Linked DNA regions of Mus musculus: regions 2 and 3 are each linked to region 1. A link is a contact called in public Hi-C and promoter capture Hi-C data. All regions are on one chromosome and are shown on one strand. Each heading gives the region's core, a stretch centred on a gene start, on an enhancer-like site or on the middle of the called end of the contact. The rest is flanking DNA. Distances are from core to core; before and after follow the strand shown. Region 1 overlaps Prkn (parkin RBR E3 ubiquitin protein ligase). Region 2 overlaps Prkn (parkin RBR E3 ubiquitin protein ligase). Region 3 overlaps Prkn (parkin RBR E3 ubiquitin protein ligase).

The links. Promoter capture Hi-C pulls out the DNA fragments that hold promoters and counts their contacts. Hi-C and Micro-C count contacts between places; a contact is called where the count stands out from the background.
Region 2: a contact with region 1 is called in a promoter capture Hi-C map of hippocampal neurons, with 5 times the contacts expected there. The contact joins two enhancer-like sites. A contact is called at or near these places in 1 of 39 promoter capture datasets (hippocampal neurons) and 1 of 484 Hi-C or Micro-C datasets (cerebral cortex).
Region 3: a contact with region 1 is called in a Hi-C map of cerebellar granule neurons, with 2.0 times the contacts expected there. The contact joins two enhancer-like sites. A contact is called at or near these places in 5 of 484 Hi-C or Micro-C datasets (cerebellar granule neurons, embryonic stem cells, neural progenitor cells and 2 more) and 1 of 115 datasets of contacts at active chromatin or transcription factors (embryonic stem cells).

What each region holds. Positions count from the first base shown.
Region 1 is chr17:11,971,421-11,974,120 of GRCm38.p6, forward strand. All of the region lies in intron 9 of Prkn (parkin RBR E3 ubiquitin protein ligase), which reads left to right. Gm46604 (a long non-coding RNA gene) reads right to left here. Exons shown (of 6, transcript XR_001782243.2): 3 at 11-1,465. Among named protein-coding and RNA genes, the nearest start is that of Gm52293, 58 kb to the right of the region's middle. Within about 2 kb of position 1,436, at least 30 of the 459 cell types and tissues checked have an H3K27ac peak or open chromatin away from gene starts, as enhancers often do. A contact at or near this core is called in cerebellar granule neurons and hippocampal neurons, where this site is marked.
Region 2 is chr17:11,384,064-11,386,901 of GRCm38.p6, forward strand. All of the region lies in intron 4 of Prkn (parkin RBR E3 ubiquitin protein ligase), which reads left to right. Among named protein-coding and RNA genes, the nearest start is that of Gm41526, 250 kb to the left of the region's middle. Within about 2 kb of position 1,433, at least 23 of the 459 cell types and tissues checked have an H3K27ac peak or open chromatin away from gene starts, as enhancers often do. A contact at or near this core is called in hippocampal neurons, where this site is marked.
Region 3 is chr17:11,085,104-11,087,973 of GRCm38.p6, forward strand. All of the region lies in intron 2 of Prkn (parkin RBR E3 ubiquitin protein ligase), which reads left to right. Among named protein-coding and RNA genes, the nearest start is that of Gm41526, 47 kb to the right of the region's middle. Within about 2 kb of position 1,613, at least 14 of the 459 cell types and tissues checked have an H3K27ac peak or open chromatin away from gene starts, as enhancers often do. A contact at or near this core is called in cerebellar granule neurons, where this site is marked.

The DNA of each region.
Region 1 (2,700 bases), core at 186-2,685:
TGGCTCTTACCTTCCTTCTCCCTCCTCTATATAGATCTTCCCTGAGCCTTGGGTGTAGGGGTTGGTTGGAGATACACCAGTGGGCACTGGGCACACCACAGTTACCCGTTCTCTGCATCTTGAGCAGTAGTGAATCTCTGTAGTCATTTCCACGCTCTGCAAAAGAAGCTTGTTCAATGAAGGGTACAATGGTAAGAATTTAGGACACCGTAAGAAGATATATTGATTTAGGAAAATGCCAGCATGGGTTCTCTTCTCAAATATACAACCTCTCTGGCTGTGGGTAGTTGGCTAGATTTTACAGGCATGAACAGGTCTTAGTGAGCCTATTGTGCAGGCCTTAAATCCACGGAGATAGCCATTGGTTAACCCTGTGGTGTACGTGCCATGATTACACCATAACATATCAAGTGCCCCACTAGTCATCGACATGCTTCTTAGACTTCACGTCTGGGTAGGACTACTGGCTGTTCCTCCTCCTTGGCAACTTGCACCGTGCAATACTATAAAAGGCAGCCTTCAGGGATGGGGTATTCTACCAGGTCAGAACCAGCTCAGCCCCTCTGAGTTCCGTATCCAAAGTGTGTAGTGTCTTCACCACCAGGCTCTTACCTTCAAGTTCCAGGAGGCAACCATGGGTGACAGCAATAACCTGTACCATTTGGGAGGCCTCTTGGGTCGCCCTCAGCAGCTACTGAAAGGGAGGTTTTCATCGTCTCTCATTCTCATTTCCATCAGATAGTTTATGGAATGGGGATGGGGGAGAGGGGTTATCACTCCATATGGTATAATTCCATTTAAACCATTTACCCAAGTAAGATAATGTATGGATAAGGATAGACTATGTCTAACATATCATCCTCCATAAAGGAGCCCAATTATTTGGTTATCTAAATAACAGCACTAACAACCATTATCATGCATGAGTCACTGGGTGAATATACAAGTCTCTGTCTGTTGTATAAATGCTGTGCTTACATTCCCTTATTATTAGAGACTTACTGAAACATTCCATCCATTTCAACATCCATGGTATATGTGTTCTCGGTAGGCAGCAATGGGTAGCAGAATTTTTTGTTTATATTGAAATACAGTATAACTCTACTTCCTGTCTCTCAGAACGCCAGCGTCCTTCACAAGCTAAAACAAGTAGGAAATGCTTATGGGGTCAGGCAGTTAGGGCTGAGGGACTGCCAGGCCAGGAAGAGCTAGCTCTCACTGCGGTGCTGAAGTTCTGGAAGCAAACACTGTGTGGGAGGCCTGGAGAAAGAGTGAATTGTTGTTCGCACCTCAGCTTTGATTTGGAGACACCTGCGAGAGAAAATGCCTCTCTCTCGGTACTTGCTGGTTATTTTATTTCCAGAAAACACGCTTGTTATTTTAGCCGAGGTAATTGCCTGAGCTCCGGGGATGATTTGTCATAAATGAACAGTGACATCTATAGGTAGATCAGAGTAATACGTATCTGTAGGAAAAAAAAAAAAAGCAACTGTTCTCAGTTGTTATATGACCGCCCAAAATAATGTCAAATGCTTCTGTTTGAGAGAGGAAAGAGGTAACACTAGAGTTGAAAAAAAAAAAAAAAACTAAAACGACACAGAGACAGACAGGTAGATAGAGGCAGAGGACATTTCTGGACAAAGGTAAGTCGGAAATCCCTGGGGTTTCTGACAAACCGGCTTGTCTGTTGCAGGTTCTTCTGTGCTGGTGCCAAGTAAGAATTTTGGCTTCAGTCACCAATTTTTCTTCTCTCCTTTGGTTAAACAGATCGATCAGCAGAGGCTGCTCCAAAGGCACTGTTCATTTAAACCATTTACATAGCAACATTTCCAAAGTTAATCCCCCACCCTGCTTCGGCAGCCTTGAGATTTAAGCATTTCCATGGATCTGTCCGATGTCTTCTCAGGACAGCTACCAGCCCCCCGGCTGTTCAGTGAGAATAAGCCGGTCTAGACGCAGTAGCTATACAGGTGGCTACATACTCGTCTTGTTACCCTCTGCCAGGTGCCCATGAAGTTGGCTGGATCCCATGAGAGGTGGCTGCAGTCCCCAGGGTTTCTGAGACCCCTGATAGGTCACACTGCTGTGGGTCAGGGGCAAACCCAGCAGCTAGATTGAGGGCAGAAAAGCCAAGTTTCTCTCTGTCCTTGGCTAAGCTTCACCCAGGGCCCTGTGCCCGGGGAATTTATTGCACATTGTTAATTTACAAAAGCCTGCGCCGTTGGCTTAGGGATAATTCTGCTAGGCTCCACCCAAGAGCTACCTAGCAACAGCTTGCATAGCTGCCTGCCAGGTGCAAGCCAACCTGGTGTGTAAGGAGGACTGCTCACCTACTCCAACTCCCTCTTCCCTCCCTCTCTTTCTCTCTCTCTGCCCCCCCCTTCATGTGTGTGTGCCCTTCTCTATCTCCACCTTCTATTCTCCTAATTCCCCACATGTCCCTGGCCAGCCTTGTCTCCTCTTCCTCTCTCTGTCCTTCCTTCCTCTCTCTTCTCTCTCTGTCCTTCTCTACCCCCTTCGTTGCTCTGCCTTTCCCTCTTTCCAGGTGCCCCTCCATTCCCCCCAATAAACCTCCTTTTGTACAAGGCCTGTTGCCTGGTGGTGATCCCTCGGGGGAACACCTTAGCTGCCCCTCTGAGGTGCTCCCTCCTGCCCTATTATACTGCCAGTTTACAAAACACAACACACACTTTCCATCCA
Region 2 (2,838 bases), core at 183-2,682, 590 kb before region 1:
CATCACACATGGCATGCCTCCTGGCTACTGTGTACTACATTCAGTCATACCTTCATTCAGTAGCTACATAGACTGCTTGCTCTGTATTCTCTCTTGAGAGATTGGAATGAACACCCATTCTATTCCACTCGGTCATTTGATATTCTCTGTGTGTCTCTCTCTGTCTCATCCCTCTCCATCTCTTCCCTCTCCATCTCCTTCTTCCTCCATCTCCTCCCCCACCATGTATGTGAACATATGAGTCGTGTGTCTGTTTGTAGACTCACTCTCCCTCAGGCAGTCTTCACACTGGCTATCTTTGTGTCTCCACTTCTGAGTGCTGGGATTATGAACATATGTCACCAATCTCAGCTCGATCATCTGATCATCATAAGCCTTGACCATGGTCTCCAGGTGGAAGTAGAAAAGGCATTCTATAATGACTCTGACTTTCATGTGTCTAATGGTGAGCTGTGTACATGCATGGTTAAATGAGAGGAGCAGAGCAAAATGGATGCTAGCCGTTTTCCGCAGATGCCTCTTAATTGTTTCCTAATCCTATCTTCCAACTCTCACTAGAAGAATCCCTGACACTGAAATTGTGATAATCACTTCATCTTAAGCCTTTTGTAGGAAAAAATATTGTTGCTAGCTACGGAACCTATGATAATATTTCCATGTTGCAGCCAAGTACATCTGCGTACCGTGCCAGCAAGAAGTGAAGAGAGGCTGGGCGGTGGTGGCGCACACCTTTAATCTCAGCACTCGGGAGGCAGAGGTGGGTGGAGTTCGAGGCCAGCCTGGTCTACAAAGTGAGTTCCAGGACAGCCAGGACTCTAAAGAGAAACCCTGTCTCGAAAAACCAAAAAGAAGAAGAAGAAGAAGAAGAAGAGGAGGAGGAGGAGGAGGAGGAGGAGGAGGAGGAGGAGGAGGAGGAGGAAGAGGAGGAAGAGGAGGAAGAGGAGGAGGAGGAGGAGGAGGAGGAAGAGGAGGAAGAGGAGGAAGAGGAGGAAGAGGAGGAAGAGGAGGAAGAGAAGAAAAAAAGGAAGAGGAGGAGGAGGAGGAGGAGGAGGAGAAGAAGAAGAAGAAGAAGAAGAAGAAGAAGAAGAAGAAGAAGAAGAAGAAGAAGAAGAAGAAGAAGAAGAAGAAGAAGAAGAAGAAGTGGTGAAGAGAGGATAGATGCGAAGCTATGCTCCGTAGGAGCAGCCAAGCTGCTCACCTGCTTCTGAGCTGAGGTGCTGAGGGAAGGGCCTCCTGCAGCCTTTCCCAGAGCACTGGGTCTGAAGCATGAAGCTTGCATGGGCCATCTTGACTGCTGGGCTTAGCGATGTGTGGCACGATTTTGGCAGCGTGCTTCCTATTTCTGCTTGCAGACTGTTGGTGTCCTTATTAAGTCAGAACTAGAGATGACGTGTCCCATTCCCACAGGACAGCTGGCAGTTTAGAAGATGGTATTTTTGGAGAGTTACTCACTCTATAATCACTGTACTTGGTGCAAGCTGAGCAGCCCTTGGAGGCATTGACAGAGATGGCCCTTTGTTCCTCCAGGACCCACTTCCTACACTCCTCTGCCTTGCAGCCAGTATTGAGACTCATTCTTGAAATTTCCTTCTTTTTGACAGATTCTTCTTTGTTACACACACACACACACACACACACACACACACACACACACACACCATCCTCCTGGCTCCTAAAAATAGCTCTTCTTTGATGTTGTTCCTTGGCCCCATCTGTGTCCTCTCTAGCCTTTTCTGTCTCATTGTCTCATGCTGTGTTAGAGTTAAATAGATTTATCTGAAGCTCAGTCTCAAATCTTCACTTTTAGCCCATTACCATCTTCTTACATACAAGGCAAGTTGCTTATGTGATAATTTAGGCTTGTATGTTCCCCAAACATAGCCATTTGACATACCTCACATCCACACCCATGAATGCACCCTTTCGTGTCCATCCACCAGAAAAATAAATGGAGTTATCTTGTACTTCTTCATTTTCTTACACTTCAAAACCCAGATTCTGACTTAATGCCCACTGTTGTTGACCCCAGGCGTAGCCTTTTTACCGCATAGTACTTAGGGTGGTATGTGGAACTCTCAAGTTTGAATCCTCTTGTGTTCCATTCTCAGTTGGAGAAGAGAAAGCCCAGTGGCTTTTCACACAGGGATCTTAAGATAGGGAATGGTTGTGTAGTTTTAGAACATGAAAAGGAAAACCCAAAGCAACAAGGAACCAGATGGTAAGGCCGAGGCCCAACCACCTCTTGGTGTCAGGGCACAAATGGGAGAGCCTGGGGGCTCTCTGGTGAAAATTCTTGGATCTGAGGTTTAGACCACTCCAAGAACACGAGGAAGTTATTTATCTTGGTTCCAAATCTAGAGGCTGAAGGAAGAGACAAATCTAGGAGGGAGTTTTGCTCTTCCGTGGAACAGTTGCTGTTGTGTCGATGTCTATAGATATCTACCAAGTGGAAAGAAGAATATGTCAACCCCCTCCCCCATGCAGGGTTTCTAGCCTCCCTTAAGTATATCCTTTTGAAACAATCTAATCTAGTTGAAAAATTAGTTGATTTAGCAGGTTGAATAATTTGATGGTAAACCCTGACCAAATCATCGAAGAGTAGAATTGAGACCCTGGATTTGGGTATAGGAAGCTAAGCTGTATGAATTACACATATGTGTGTTTGAGTTCTCCTTTCCCAACAGTAAGTATTTTACTCCTAGTAAGAACTAATCATGCTCGCAGCAATTGTCTTGCCATCTTTTATAAAATGGGGCCTATCTCCCAATGATTCTGCATGCCATCCATCTCCGAGAGTCATTACTATTAGTTTATCTTTAGTAGGACGAGAACATCATA
Region 3 (2,870 bases), core at 363-2,862, 890 kb before region 1:
TATTTTGCTGCTCCCACACAACCACAATTTTGGTACTGTTGTGAACTGTAATGAGAATATCTGCTATGCAGGATGTCTGATGTGTGACCTTTGTGGGAGTAGTGACCCACAGGTTGAGAACCACTGATTATGTACTTGAGGCTCAAAGCTGCCCAGGTCATAGGTATTGTAGGCTATGCAGGGGTACAATAATATATAATCTTTGCTGTGAAAGAAGTATAGACCCAAAATGATACCTGTGAGCTACGAAAAGTGCTATCGAAGAAGTCCTAACTCCTTATGACAAGGAGTGGGTTACAGGCTATGACAGCCACTTAGTCAGTGTATGAGCCCCCTGGGAAGAGCTGTGAAGATAGCAAAACAGAAAGAAAACTGAAGCAATGAGAGCCAGGAGGGAGCTGGACAGACTCAAGAAAGAAGACGCAGGGCACAGGAGCCTGGGAGCAAGGCATCTCTCTGGTGGCCTGGAAGGGTTAGTTAGGGTTCGGTCCTGAGTCTGAAATGGAAGTCATACCACACCTGGAAATGCTGGGTATCTGGGGGGGGGGGTGACTGCAAACCACTTTTTTGAACACTTCCGAAGAGCTTGAGCTTTTAAATAAATAATTAAAATAAAAAAGTACCCACTCAAACAGAAGACAAGTGTAGACTTGGACTCATATAAAAGAGCAAAAATGAAACATTTGTGATGTGTGTTGATAATTCTTATCAGCTCTATTGATACATAATTCACACGGCACACAATTGACCCACTTAGTGCTCTTAGTGTCTGCACAGTTGTAAGTTTATCGTCAGGATCTATTCTAGAGCATTTCTGTCCATTCCAAAAGGAAACCCCAAACTCAAAAGCAATCTTTTCCTCCTCCTCCTCCTCCTCCTAGCCCCTCGCAACCTATAATCTCATTTCCATGCCTGTACATTTGTTTGCCTTTTCTGTCTGGATATTTGGTATGAATGCAATAATTAATTCTGTATTGCTTCTGATTGCCTGCTTTGACTTAACATGTCTTCCTTGCTTATTTATGTTGTAATAGCAGCATGAGTCAGTTTCATTTTAATTGCCAAGTTATATCTCATCATATACATGTCTATAATATTTAACTCAATTGCTAAATAATATCACATATATTTCTATAACATTTTACTTACCCATTCATGAATTGATAGACATTTGTATGTCTCAGCATGAACAATACTGCTATGAATAGGTGGTGTGCACATGTTCATTGTGGGGGGGGCACGTATAGGCACAGGATTGCTGGGTCCTATGGTGCCATCTGGCACTATGTTTAGCTGTTGGAAGAACTGCTATGTTGATTCCCAAATGTTTGTCAACATTTACAATTTTTGTTTAATATCAAAAATACTGATTAAGTCCAGGAGAGTGACAATGTATCAAAAATCTGGCTGTCCCATTCACAAGTTAGGCCTCAGAACACCTGATACATGAGCACCAATCTTGTGTCTGAATTGTACACACTTTCATAAATTGCACAAGACACAAAAAGCTGCAGACATTAAATGGCATAATCTGGGAGAAATGTTGTTACATTAGGGCATGTGGAGGCTCCCTGGGAAGCTCTGTTTGAGAGTGCTTTTATTCCAAAGGGCACCATCTGGACCCATGTATGAACAGTGTGCAGTTTTAAGTGCAGGCTTTTGCTCATTAAAGTGGGTCAAACGTATATTGAATTGGAAATGACATTTAAGTTACTCTCAAACAAATATTACCTTAACCATCTTCCTTGGTCCTTGCCACCCACATCAAGTACAGCTCAATTGCTCTGATATCCTTTGCACAGGATAGAGCACAAGAGAAAGCATGTGACACTGAGGGGGTAAAGGAAACTCTCCTATGCCAATCAATACATTGTATCAAAAGTGCTGGCAAATGGAGAACTATGAATGCATATGTGTGTAACTTTTCCTCAGGAATTGACATCCCTACTTTAGATTTTTGTAAAGCGCCAAAACCTTTCATGGGTATAGATATGCCATGCCACAAGGATGACACCATTTGCTATCATTAGGAATAAACAAATAAAAATTCCTTGGAGTTTTGGTAATATTGTTTGCGTCTATTACCCTGAGCTGTTTGATTTCCTTCACAGCCTGCATCTGTTTAATTCAAATTACGCACATGTCTCTCTGGACAGTAATTTCTTCCAGCTGCTGAGATCATGGAGCAGGAGTGCTACATATTCAAAACAGCTGTTTAACTTAGGACCACTTTGCATCACACCCGGAACTGGACTACATGGCTCACGAAGACTGTACCTTCTCATTTATAAAAATATTCTGTCATTCGCTTATTAAGTGGATTTTAAAACTCCTCAACCTTGAATGTACAGAAACAAAAAGCAGTCTACCTTTACTCAAATTTCCATTTAGAAAAATGACATGCTTTGTATAAGTGTAAAATACTGACCTCAATTTGTTCAAAATGACTTATTAAGAATCAGACCAGAGAGAAAATTAGGTAAAACTGAGAATATAGTTCATTAAAGCTTTTAACCTACTTATAGGAAAAATCTTGAAAAAGAAGAATTTTGAAAAAAAAATACTGGTTGATCTCTCTCTCTCATACACACACATACACACACACACACACACACACACACACAGAGAGAGAGAGAGAGAGAGAGAGAGAGAGAGAGAGACAGACTCTCACAGCCCAGCAGCATATTTAATTGAATTTATCAAAATGCCTCCAAGCAGAATATATATTTACTCTGCTGTTTTGAATGCAAAAACCTATGAAAAAGAGAAAAAAAGCAAATCTCGGGCTGTCACTTCCTGTGTTCGCCAGGCACATAATTTTCTTCTCTGCACAAAGCAGAGGCTCCATCAGAGTAATTCACCTCCCTAGC